2 separate regions of the Rattus norvegicus genome follow, and region 2 is linked to region 1. A link is a contact called in public Hi-C data. All regions are on one chromosome and are shown on one strand. The core of a region is the stretch at or near the end of the contact, and the rest is flanking DNA. Distances in the headings are between cores, read along the strand shown. Region 1 has its middle 71 kb from the start of Lnc056. Region 2 holds the start of Lnc056 (long non-coding RNA 056).

The links. Hi-C and Micro-C count contacts between places; a contact is called where the count stands out from the background.
Region 2: a contact with region 1 is called in a Hi-C map of Schwann cells, with 4 times the contacts expected there. The contact joins the promoter of Lnc056 here to the enhancer-like site in region 1. A contact is called at or near these places in 5 of 12 Hi-C or Micro-C datasets (the A7r5 cell line, Schwann cells, frontal cortex and 2 more).

Annotation. Positions count from the first base shown.
Region 1 is chr5:26,887,014-26,892,069 of GRCr8, reverse strand. It overlaps the pseudogene Psmd1-ps1. Among named protein-coding and RNA genes, the nearest start is that of Lnc056, 71 kb to the left of the region's middle. Within about 2 kb of position 2,804, at least 29 of the 93 cell types and tissues checked have an H3K27ac peak or open chromatin away from gene starts, as enhancers often do.
Region 2 is chr5:26,957,319-26,962,285 of GRCr8, reverse strand. Lnc056 (long non-coding RNA 056) reads left to right here and starts at 1,789. Exons shown (of 2, transcript NR_126574.1): 1 at 1,789-1,886; 2 at 2,078-2,232.

The DNA of each region.
Region 1 (5,056 bases), core at 1,555-4,054:
TTGTCGCCGAAACAATGAAAATAACTAGTACATCTAGACTATGGCTAACACTTAAGGGTAAAGTCGGGGGCTGAACCTTTCAAAGAGCTGAGACTCGATGCCACTCGAGATCCTGAGTTCTCTTTCTGCGATGTCCTCTGCCTTTCCCCTCCCTTCCAATGTCATCCTTTTTACTCCTGGTATTTTCTTTTTTTCTTTTCCTAATTCCAAAAAACCATCGACAGGCACAAGGTGCGCACCACTACTCCAAGATCCACCAAACCACCTGGAGAGCCGGTGTGGACGCTGACTGGGCCCTAAAACGGGCCAATCAGATCATAGCTTCTTGGGTATGTGGTCACAGGCCAATCAGATCACAGCATCTTGAGAATGGCCTGCTCATGAGCATTTTATCCCCAGCACTCCTCGGGCCCTGGTGAGGAACTTTGGAACTTTGCTCTCCTCTTAGCCATTGGAGAGAAAGTATCCACTCTGGCATAATCACACTTATGAAGCATTTCTTAGAAAGCTTGGTTACCTAAACCAAGTACAGGATAACCAGTGAAAATGAAAGCTGATAATTTGAGTGTTTTAATTGTTCTCCGCTTCCCAAAAGCCGAATGGAAGGCATATAATGGTTACATCAAAGGAGGGTTAAATCTATACGTACAGAATAAAAAATAAAACCACGTAAGAGATGTTAGGAAACCCCACCGGAAAGACAAGACGTTCTCAGACTCGAGCTAGAAGAGAATAGGACTGTGGGACAGCTGACCGCAAATCTGTCTCCCAGCCGAGTAGACCCCCAAGTGAGGAAAGTAAAACTGCCAAATTAATAAAAGTGTAGAATTCCCCCTTTGGCATTAGAAGAACAGAAGCTAAACAATCGCTGATAAGACACTCTAAGCTTCCAAGTAAATAAATTCGGATCTCTTTCCAAAAGAAAAGAAAACACAAACTGGAGGTTAGGGGCGGGGCGGGGGTTGAGGGGTATATTAAAAAATTTAATAAAGGTGAGAATACACATTGAAGACATATATGTGGTATAGTGTGGTGTGTGGCGTGCCTGTACTGGTGGTGTGTGTGTGTGCGCGTACGCGCGTGTGTCTGTGTTCACATACGTGCGCAGATGTTTAGATGCCAAATCTCCAAATGTTACCCAGGATAGTCCGAAATTCTTGAACTTAAGGGTTGAGGAGACTGGGATGACAAAGCAGCTAGCCTCTAACCCTGGGGCTCAGGAGACAGAGAAAGAATGGGTCCCTGAAGCAAGCAAGCTTTAGACTCAGTGAGAAAAGCTGACTTAGGGAATAAAGGGGAGAGCAATTCACATAGACTCCCAACAGGAACCCCTGTGCATATATGTGTGTATACATATAGGCACACATATGCACAGCATACACATGTACATGGAAGAAACGTAGGCTCATAGAATCCTGCCTCGCTGAGTGATGGTATTACAGGCATGTGTCGATGAGCTGGTACAATACAAGCATTCTTTTGGATTTTCAACATAAAGAAGAAGAAAATAAGTACTCCTACGAAGTGGAATTTGTGTTCTCTAAAAATGAAAAAAACAAAAACAAAAAGAGAATCAAGCCGGAGAGTTGGTTCAGCAGGTGTTTGTCACCATGCCTGATGACCAGAGTTGGATCACTGGGACCCACATGATGTGTGGTGGATAGAATATGGCCCTCATAGCCCATAAGAAGTGGCACTATTGGGAGGTATAGCCTTGTTAAAGGAAGTGTGTCACTAGGGCTTTGAGGTTTTAGATGCTCAAGCCATAGCCAGTCTCTCTCTCTCTCTCTCTCTCTCTCTCTCTCTCTCTCTCTCTCTCTCTCTCTCTCTCTCCAGTCTTTAGATCCAGATGTAGAACACTCAGCTCCTCTCCAGCCCCATGCCTGCCTGCATGCTGCCATGCTTCCTGCCCTGATGATAACAGATGATACCTCTGAGCTGTGAGCCAGTCTAACTACAAGAGTTTACAAGGGTTGCTGTGGTCATGGTGTCTCTTCACAGCAATAGAAAAGAAACTAAGTCATTTAGAAAGAAAGAACCTACTCCTTCCTGCAAGACATCCCCTGACTTCTATCTACTCTAAGTATCGTGTCATGTACACACACACACACACACACACACACACACACACACACACACACACATGTAACACATAGGTATTTTGACCTGGACAGTAAGGCAGATTACTGATGAGACACCTGACAGCCAATGAACAAGTGACAAGTTGACAAGTGACTCTCCTTTCATCAGGAACAGAGGTCTATTTGTTCACATCCTTACGTCTGGGGAGGAAAGGAAAGGGAAGGGCTATGATTTCTCTGACAAGTCTGTTGGGCTCTATGTGGTACTGTGTCTTCTGCTGGCAGCTTCTGCTTTGTGCCCATTGGGAGTTGGTAGGGCGGGAAAGTGTGACTACATTGAGATGCCCAGGCTATGAAACACCCAAGCCAGATGAAGTGTTTCTTGGGAGCAAACATGGAGAGAGACAGACAGAGGCAGAAAGAGAAAGAGACAGAGACAGAGAACCAAGAAATATCAACCACGGTGGGGGAACAGGGACAGAGCAGGCTCTATGTCCCTGCGGCACCAGTGACCGTGTGATCAGGCACACCATTCAGCCAAGCTCATCAACAGCCCGATTCTAAAAGTCATATGCAAATAAAACTAGTTTCCCAGGCTTCAGAGTTCTGGGTCAGTCTGCAGTTGCAGAAATAATTATCTGCCAGGGGGTAGTCCACAGCCGTCTGGAGTGCTTCAAAGAAGCGGGTGGCAGTGAAGGCTGAATGTTGAAATTCCAAGCTCTCTCACTAATTCAGCTCCCAGAATGCTGGCATCCAGGATGCCACCACCCCCTGAGGCAGGAGACTGGCAGAGTCTCTACTGGAAAATCTGACCAGCTCTGGAGGAAACACCGAATGCAGCTGTCCTGGGGAATTCCCCTAAGCTACCGTGCCTGGAACCTTGACCCCACCCTTGGCAGCTAACTGCCCAAGCAACCAAGAATTACTACCTTTATAAAAGGGTGTAAGAAACCTAAAACATAGGGGGAGTGGTGAAAAAGAAAAAAATATTAAAACAACCACTATTTTTGAAGACAAGATACAGATAACACAACACCCACATGACAAGAGCAGGAGGCAATAAAAGAAAAAGAAGATTCACAAGAGCTTCGGGGCATTAAACATGCAGTGATACAAACCGAGCAGAAGAGTTAGGAAAAACGTTCCAGGAATGCTTTAAAGAAGAAAGCAAAAGACATAGGTGGGAAATCAAAAAGAAGGGATGGCTGGGGACCAGCGCAGAGCAATAACTATCTATTTCATCCGAACGCTAAAGATTTCCCAAGAGAAAAGATGAAGAAAAAAGTGGAGAAGAAATCACGGATCAAGTAGGTCAGGAGCATTCCCCAGAATTGGAAGTCATGACCCACAGCGAGTCACACCGTCATGAAAGTCCCTGCAGCGCCGAGAAAAAGGAAGAGGCTACCAGAGGAACAAGAAAGGACGGTTGCTGGAGAAAGTTCACATCCAAAGGACGTAAGTCAAGTGACAGGATTTCTCGGTGGCACAAAGGAGCTGTAAGACAATGGCTCGGTGGCTTCCAATTTCTGAATAATAGTTTCCATACTGGGCTCACCTCCTCAAACTGCTGTATCAGGGCGTGTGCAGAACTCTCAGACACATGAGGCTGCAGAAAAAGAAAAAAAAAATTATCCTCCCACGAACTTTTTTCAGGTCACTGCTGGAGAGGATGCTTCATTAAACAAAGGGGTTCAACAAGAACGAAGCCAGCCAGAGCCAGGAAAAAGGCTTTACCGCAGCAGAGCAATAAAAGGATTTCCAAGATGTCAGCGATGAGGGGCGTCAGCGTGACAGCTGCCGGGCCAGAGGAGCACTCCTCCTGGCCAGAGGACAGAGAATGCCACCTCAAGAGGAGATCCAGAACGCTGGCATGAAATCAAAGGTTGATAAATGCGTAGCAACCAAAAGGCCAAAAAAAACAAACACAACTCAGTCCAGTCCTGTCCTGGGAAAACACAACACGCACACCGGGGTGTGACTTTACATGGTTTGTCGCCTTAAGAATTGAGCTCAGATTCATTTTTTATAACACACCATATTCAACCTATGATTGCCCCAAATACTATTTCAATCCAATGTTAGTATAAAAGTTACTTGCGAGATATGTCTTTTTTTTTTCTCAGATGAAATACTTCAGTTCAGGGTACATCTGCATTTACAAGCCATCTCCGTTTGCCCACCCAGATTTCTTAGAAACACTTGATTCTGGCTGTACAGAACTTTCATTAAGTCCACCAGTGGGAGGCGATTTACATCACAAAGGTATTCCAAACAGTCTTAAAAAGTTGTCAAGTTTTCCAACTTAGTTGTAAAAGAATTAAAATTTAAACAGCATCAAGTAGTTTTACAGCCACCGGAGTAGGAGTTCAAGTGTATAGGAAGACTGTGAGGCTGCCAGCTGTTCCTGAGTCTCCGGGAAACTCATAAGACAGCATACACTAAATATTGAGCAAACGAAAGTACGATACAGACTAGACTAGGGAGATGGTGAAGGGGAAAAGTTCCTTGTCAAGGAAAGCAGTGAAAAGGAAGTTCTGGGCCCCTCATCCATGGGTAGCATCTGCTGTGATTTAAATCTGAAATGCCCCTCACAAGCTCATGTGTTAGGACACTAGGTCCCCTAGGTGTTCTAGGTGGCTCTTTCTGGGTAATCTAAAACCACCATGACCCATGACAGAACTGAGTCACCGTGGCAGGCCTGGAAGGTTACTGCCTGCCACCTCTGTTCCAACTGGAACTCTGTTTCGCCCAATAGACTGAAGTACACAGGGCTTCCAGCCAAGCTGCCAAGGCTTTCCTTGTCATCCCTTCCTCGCCACTATAGACTGGTGTCCCTTGAAAGCACAGGACAAAATAAGTCCTTCCTGTCCTAAGCCATTTCTGTCTGGGTGGTGGGTCAAAACAAGGAGAAAAGGAGTGGAGTTCCTTGAAACATACAACAAAAGTTGCATGACAATTCTACCCCAGGAAATAGA
Region 2 (4,967 bases), core at 540-3,039, 71 kb before region 1:
ATGTTATGAATGACATACAAGACCAGGAGCTGAGAAGAACTGGCCCTCAGTTAGCAGATGGAGAAAGGGCCGTTCAACCTTAACATGTAACAGATTCTTGTATTGTTTCATTTTGTTTTGTTTTGCCTTTTTACATCTTCGTGTCTGGGGGGGAAGGCGCTCCTTTAAGGCTGGAGGCTGATCTTGCTGGCACAGACCTTTAATACTAGCACTGAGGACTAAGGCCAAAGAGACCAGCTTGGGGCTATATTATGAGACTACCTCAAAAAAATCTTAAATAAGTAAATAATTGTATTATTGGTAGCAAGACCATCTGATGCCATTTCTTCTTTTTATACACGTTAGATCAGCTGAACAGTGAACTCACTCTAAAACCAACGTTCCAAACTCTAGCATTACTGGCAGACATGTGTTACCAGGCCAGCTTGTATTGGATTGCTTGGTTTGTTTTTGTTTTTTTGTTTTTGTTTTGATTGTTTTCGTGCTTGCTTCCTGAGAGAGGAAGAGGTCTCATTCTTTAGTTCAGATGGACTTTAAACGCATAGCCTACCTCCTGCCTCGGTTTTTCAATATCTGGGTTTGTAGGCCTAGGCCACCACGTTAATCCTATTTTCTTGAATTTGCCTTTGTGTGATTTCTGTTCTCTATTAGATGTTATTAAATGTTATTTATTTAATGTGTGAGTCCAAATCGTTCTCTCCCTCGGGTCTGGGGGTGTGGTGAAAGCGCTTGAGTATCATGACGCAGGTGTGGAGGAAGGTCAGAGAACAGTTTTGGGGAGTCTGTTCTTTCTTTCCACCATGTGCTAGTCTGGAATCAAACGGAGGTTGTCTGCTTGGGAAAAGTGCCTTTTCCCGCCAAGCCGCCTCTCCAGCCCTGTTCCTGACGCCGATGCTTTGTTTTATCATTTGCTTGAAAGAGTAAAACAGCCTTCAAACTCTCCAGAGATCCGTAACATGCACAGAATTATACATTATCAGACAACTTTTCCTTACCCTTCTTGTCTGTACAGACACGGAAAGTACATGCCTAGGAAGGAAGGAAGCAGAGGTACATGGCGGGAAAGGGAATAAAGTGTAAGAGAGAAGAAACTCCCACTTGAAGACGACAAAGAGGGCACTGACCACACATGGGCGAGATAAAGGGTCTTTTGTTTTTGTTTTTGTTTTTCTTAGAAGATATCACATTTTTTCCTTTGCTCTTGCTCACGATGGAGTGGAGTTAATCTTCATCTTTCTCCCGAGAAGGCACAAAATGAACCATCTTAAACTCAGAAGGGAAAAAAAAAAAAAAACCAACACCATCTGTTGCTGCGCTGAAGCGTTGTAGTGGGGGAGGGGACAAGCCAGTTGTTAACCCGGAAAGCACTCAGGCGCTCAGTTCCCCACTCTGCCTTCTGCCTAGAAGCTAGAAGAGAGGTCCAACTAGAGGGGGGAGGATTCCTTTCCCGGAGGTTTGGATTATTAGCCATTGTACGTGGGTGCGCTGGATTACAACCCAGAGTACGTGGGGAAAGACGTAGGTGGCACTTTACCGAAACGAGATACGTCAAGCTGCTTCAGTGCTGCTAAGGAAAGGATTTCCCTCTCCTTCAATCCCTATCAGTATCATCTGATGGTTTTTTATTTGTTAAACTATCGTCAGATTAACCATACATGTAAAAAAAAATAGCCTTAAAAACAAGGCGCGGCTCGTCATTATCCCAATCACGCATGACTTTGATCGTTTCAGAAAAGGAAATAAAATATTTAAAACCCCACAGGTCTTTATCTGGGCTGTGCGTCTGAACATGCAGCGGCCCCTTGGAACCGAGCTGTGCTGGAGCAGAGAAAGGCTGTGGGTGCGGAGGGACCGCTGGCTTCGTGGCGATGTCGGGCAAACAGCAGGTCAATCTCATCCAGGCGTTAATGAAGGAGAGGGAGGGCAGGCGTCCACTGACAGAAAACAAACCTTCAGCCCCCACAGCCAAAGTCTCTCTGGGCTGTCCCCGTGCTTCAGGGTGACCCACAATGACAAAGCCCACGGGAGCAGTTTACGCATTCGCTTCGAGCATCGTCCTAACCGTGAATTTTTGCAGAGACGGTGAGACGTGGCCACCCTGGCTGTCGCCGCGACTCCCCCAACTCCTCGCGGAGTGATGCCTCGCGGCCGTGGTACTAGACGCCGCCGGAAGATGGCGCACGAAGCTACCGACTCAATCGAGGGTACCGAGAGCTACTTTGGACTAGGTGGCGGAAGAGGGATTTTGATTCATTAAAAAACATAAATTGTACTTGATGAACAATAATAAAAATAAAAAAAACTGACAACTAGATTCCACAGAGATGAGTTTTTAAATCCCTGAAATCAATTTATTTAAAATTATTTAATTTAATTTACTAAATTTCGGTAACTGCTATGTAATGGTGCATGCCGGGCTGTTAGGTTTTATAGCATCTAAATGCTTCTCTTTACGCTGATTGCTGCAGTTGCACAGTCGCCAGAGAACTCTGTCCCCATCTCCAAGCTGTGTAAACAAATTGAGGCGAGAATAATTACACACTGAGAGAAAGGCTCAAGGAAAACCCATGGAAACCAGAGAGAGCCCCAGCCACAAAATACCACCTTAAAAGGGCTCAAAGATCAGTGCTGGTGACTTTACTAAAATCAGCCAGGGGGGCCAATTCTAAACTAAGCAGTGCCCGGGTGCTTCTTAGAGCAGGATCTTCCTTTCAGTAAAATAAAATCCATAGCCACGCGGACATTACACCTTACATTGTTTACGTTAATGAGCGTACATTTCTAGTTTCCCAGCTAGAAAATTCGTGCCCAGAAAAATCTAGAAACTTTGCTCCTCCTTTGAGCTAGGAATGATTTCTGCAACCAAATATTAGTCGTTTCATAAAAGGAACCTTCCCATTCTCCTTTGTGAAGTTCCAACGTGCACATCATGTTGGCGTGCATGGCTATGTCTGATTTGCACACAGGAAGTTGCACACGAACATACTATTTTAAATCTGTGTGTGCATGCGCACGTGTGTGCAAATGCGGGTATACACGCTGTCTGCATGCTATGCGGCTCCATTGTTTTCGGCGTAACTGATTTTGGCACCAGCTCGTTAGCACTTTGGAAGGGCCTTCATTAGCACTGGGACAGTAGCCAAAAGGAATCCAGAAAAATCAACACATGGCTGCTCCTGTTCTCACGATAAACGACAGCTTTCCTGGAAAACAACAACATTCGAGAAGCAAAACAAAAACCCAAAGCAACAAGAGTAGCAACAACGAGAACACGGGAAGTCAGACATCAGCAACTAGGATTTTTTTTTTAAATTTTTAAATTTATCCACTTGTTCGGTTTTTACCATTCTGGATACTCTTGCACAATTAAAGATATAAATAACAGAAGCATATTAGGAACCCAAGGGGAAGAAACTAGGCTCCTGTCTCTTTGTAGTGGTGGTGGTGTGGGGGTGGGGGGTTTGAGGGGTGGGGGTTGCTAGGAAACAGCATGGCATTAGCTGCCTCACCAACCCCCAAACTGAAAGTGGTCCTCGGAAACTTCCAGGCCTAATCCACAGTTCTTTGGAACCTGACTTCTGACAAGAGCCCTTCTGGGAAAAGAGAATTCCCCTCTTTATGTGACTATCTCATCTTGAAACCGGTAGTAAGTAGGAAGTTGTTCAAGTACTTTGATAGCATTCTGGGAAAGCAGTGATAACTAAACTGGTGAAAACTGGTAGCAAACTATATAGCCCATTACACTAATATTGGACCTCACACTCATGCCGTAACAGGTAAACAAGACCTGACAGTGTAAAGAAAAGCAGTAACCAAACCATACAGGGCAGTTTCTCAAAGGGTTAATTCTTGGCAGGTCAGCTGCCAAAAGGAAACATGCTGGTCTTTTAAGACTGGAGGCTTTGCCCAGGAGACAGCCTTCCCACTGGGTCTCAAGAGAAGGCACTGGGCTTGGCCCCTCCTCGTTAGCCCTTTGCCCTCTCCTCTCTGCCCTCGGCTTCTGTTAGAGTTTCTCAATTGTTTGCACTGAACTTTCTTGAAATTTCTCAAGAAAGGGGGAGAGATGGAACGAGAAGGCAGTGAAATAAAGTGAAAAAGTGGGAAAAGTCTGTAGCGTGCATTAGTCGTGTGACCCATAACAAGAAAAAGAGACACATGAGCCAAGTGAAAGCCGTATCTACAGTGTCTGTCTACGGTGTCTACGGTGTCTACGGTGTCTACGGTGTCTACGGTGTCTGTCTACGGTGTCTGTCTACGGTGTCTACAGTGTCTGTCTACGGTGTCTACGGTGTCTACGGTGTCTACGGTGTCTACGGTGTCTACGGTGTCTACGGTGTCTACGGTGTCTACGGTGTCTACGCTGTCTACGGTGTCTACGGTGTCTACAATGTCTATGGTGTCTACGGTGTCTACAGTGTCTATGGTATCTACGCGATGGCGATGCTAAGGGTTCTGGGAAGTGTGGCTCTGGACAGATTCAAAATCCAGAAGCAGCAGGGTTGTGGGGTCTAGAAAAGAAGTCTCGGGTTCATTCAGTTGTTCCACAGGTATTCGTATCTTCTGAAATGACAGGCAGAAACATAAACAAGACATTTCCTTCTACACATTGAACGGTGCTACCATCTTGGCTGACTCAAACCTTGTTCAATGCACAGAATTAGAAAGACAGGGGCTACAAACCTGTGGACTGACAAGATCAAGCCCCAGAGTTGAGATTCTTAAAATGTGTGTGTGTGTGTGTGTGTGTGTGTGTATCTTATATTAGAATACGTGTCTGTGTGCCAATGTATATGTCTATATGTGAGTGTCCACGTTGTGTATGAGTATGCATGTCCTTGTGTCTGTCTATGAGTGTGTGTCTATGTGTGTATGTGATTGTGTGTCTCTGTGTGTGTTTCTGTTTTCTGAGTATGTGTGTTTGTGTGTCTGTCTGTGTATGTGTCTCTGTATGTGTCGGTGTCTGTGTA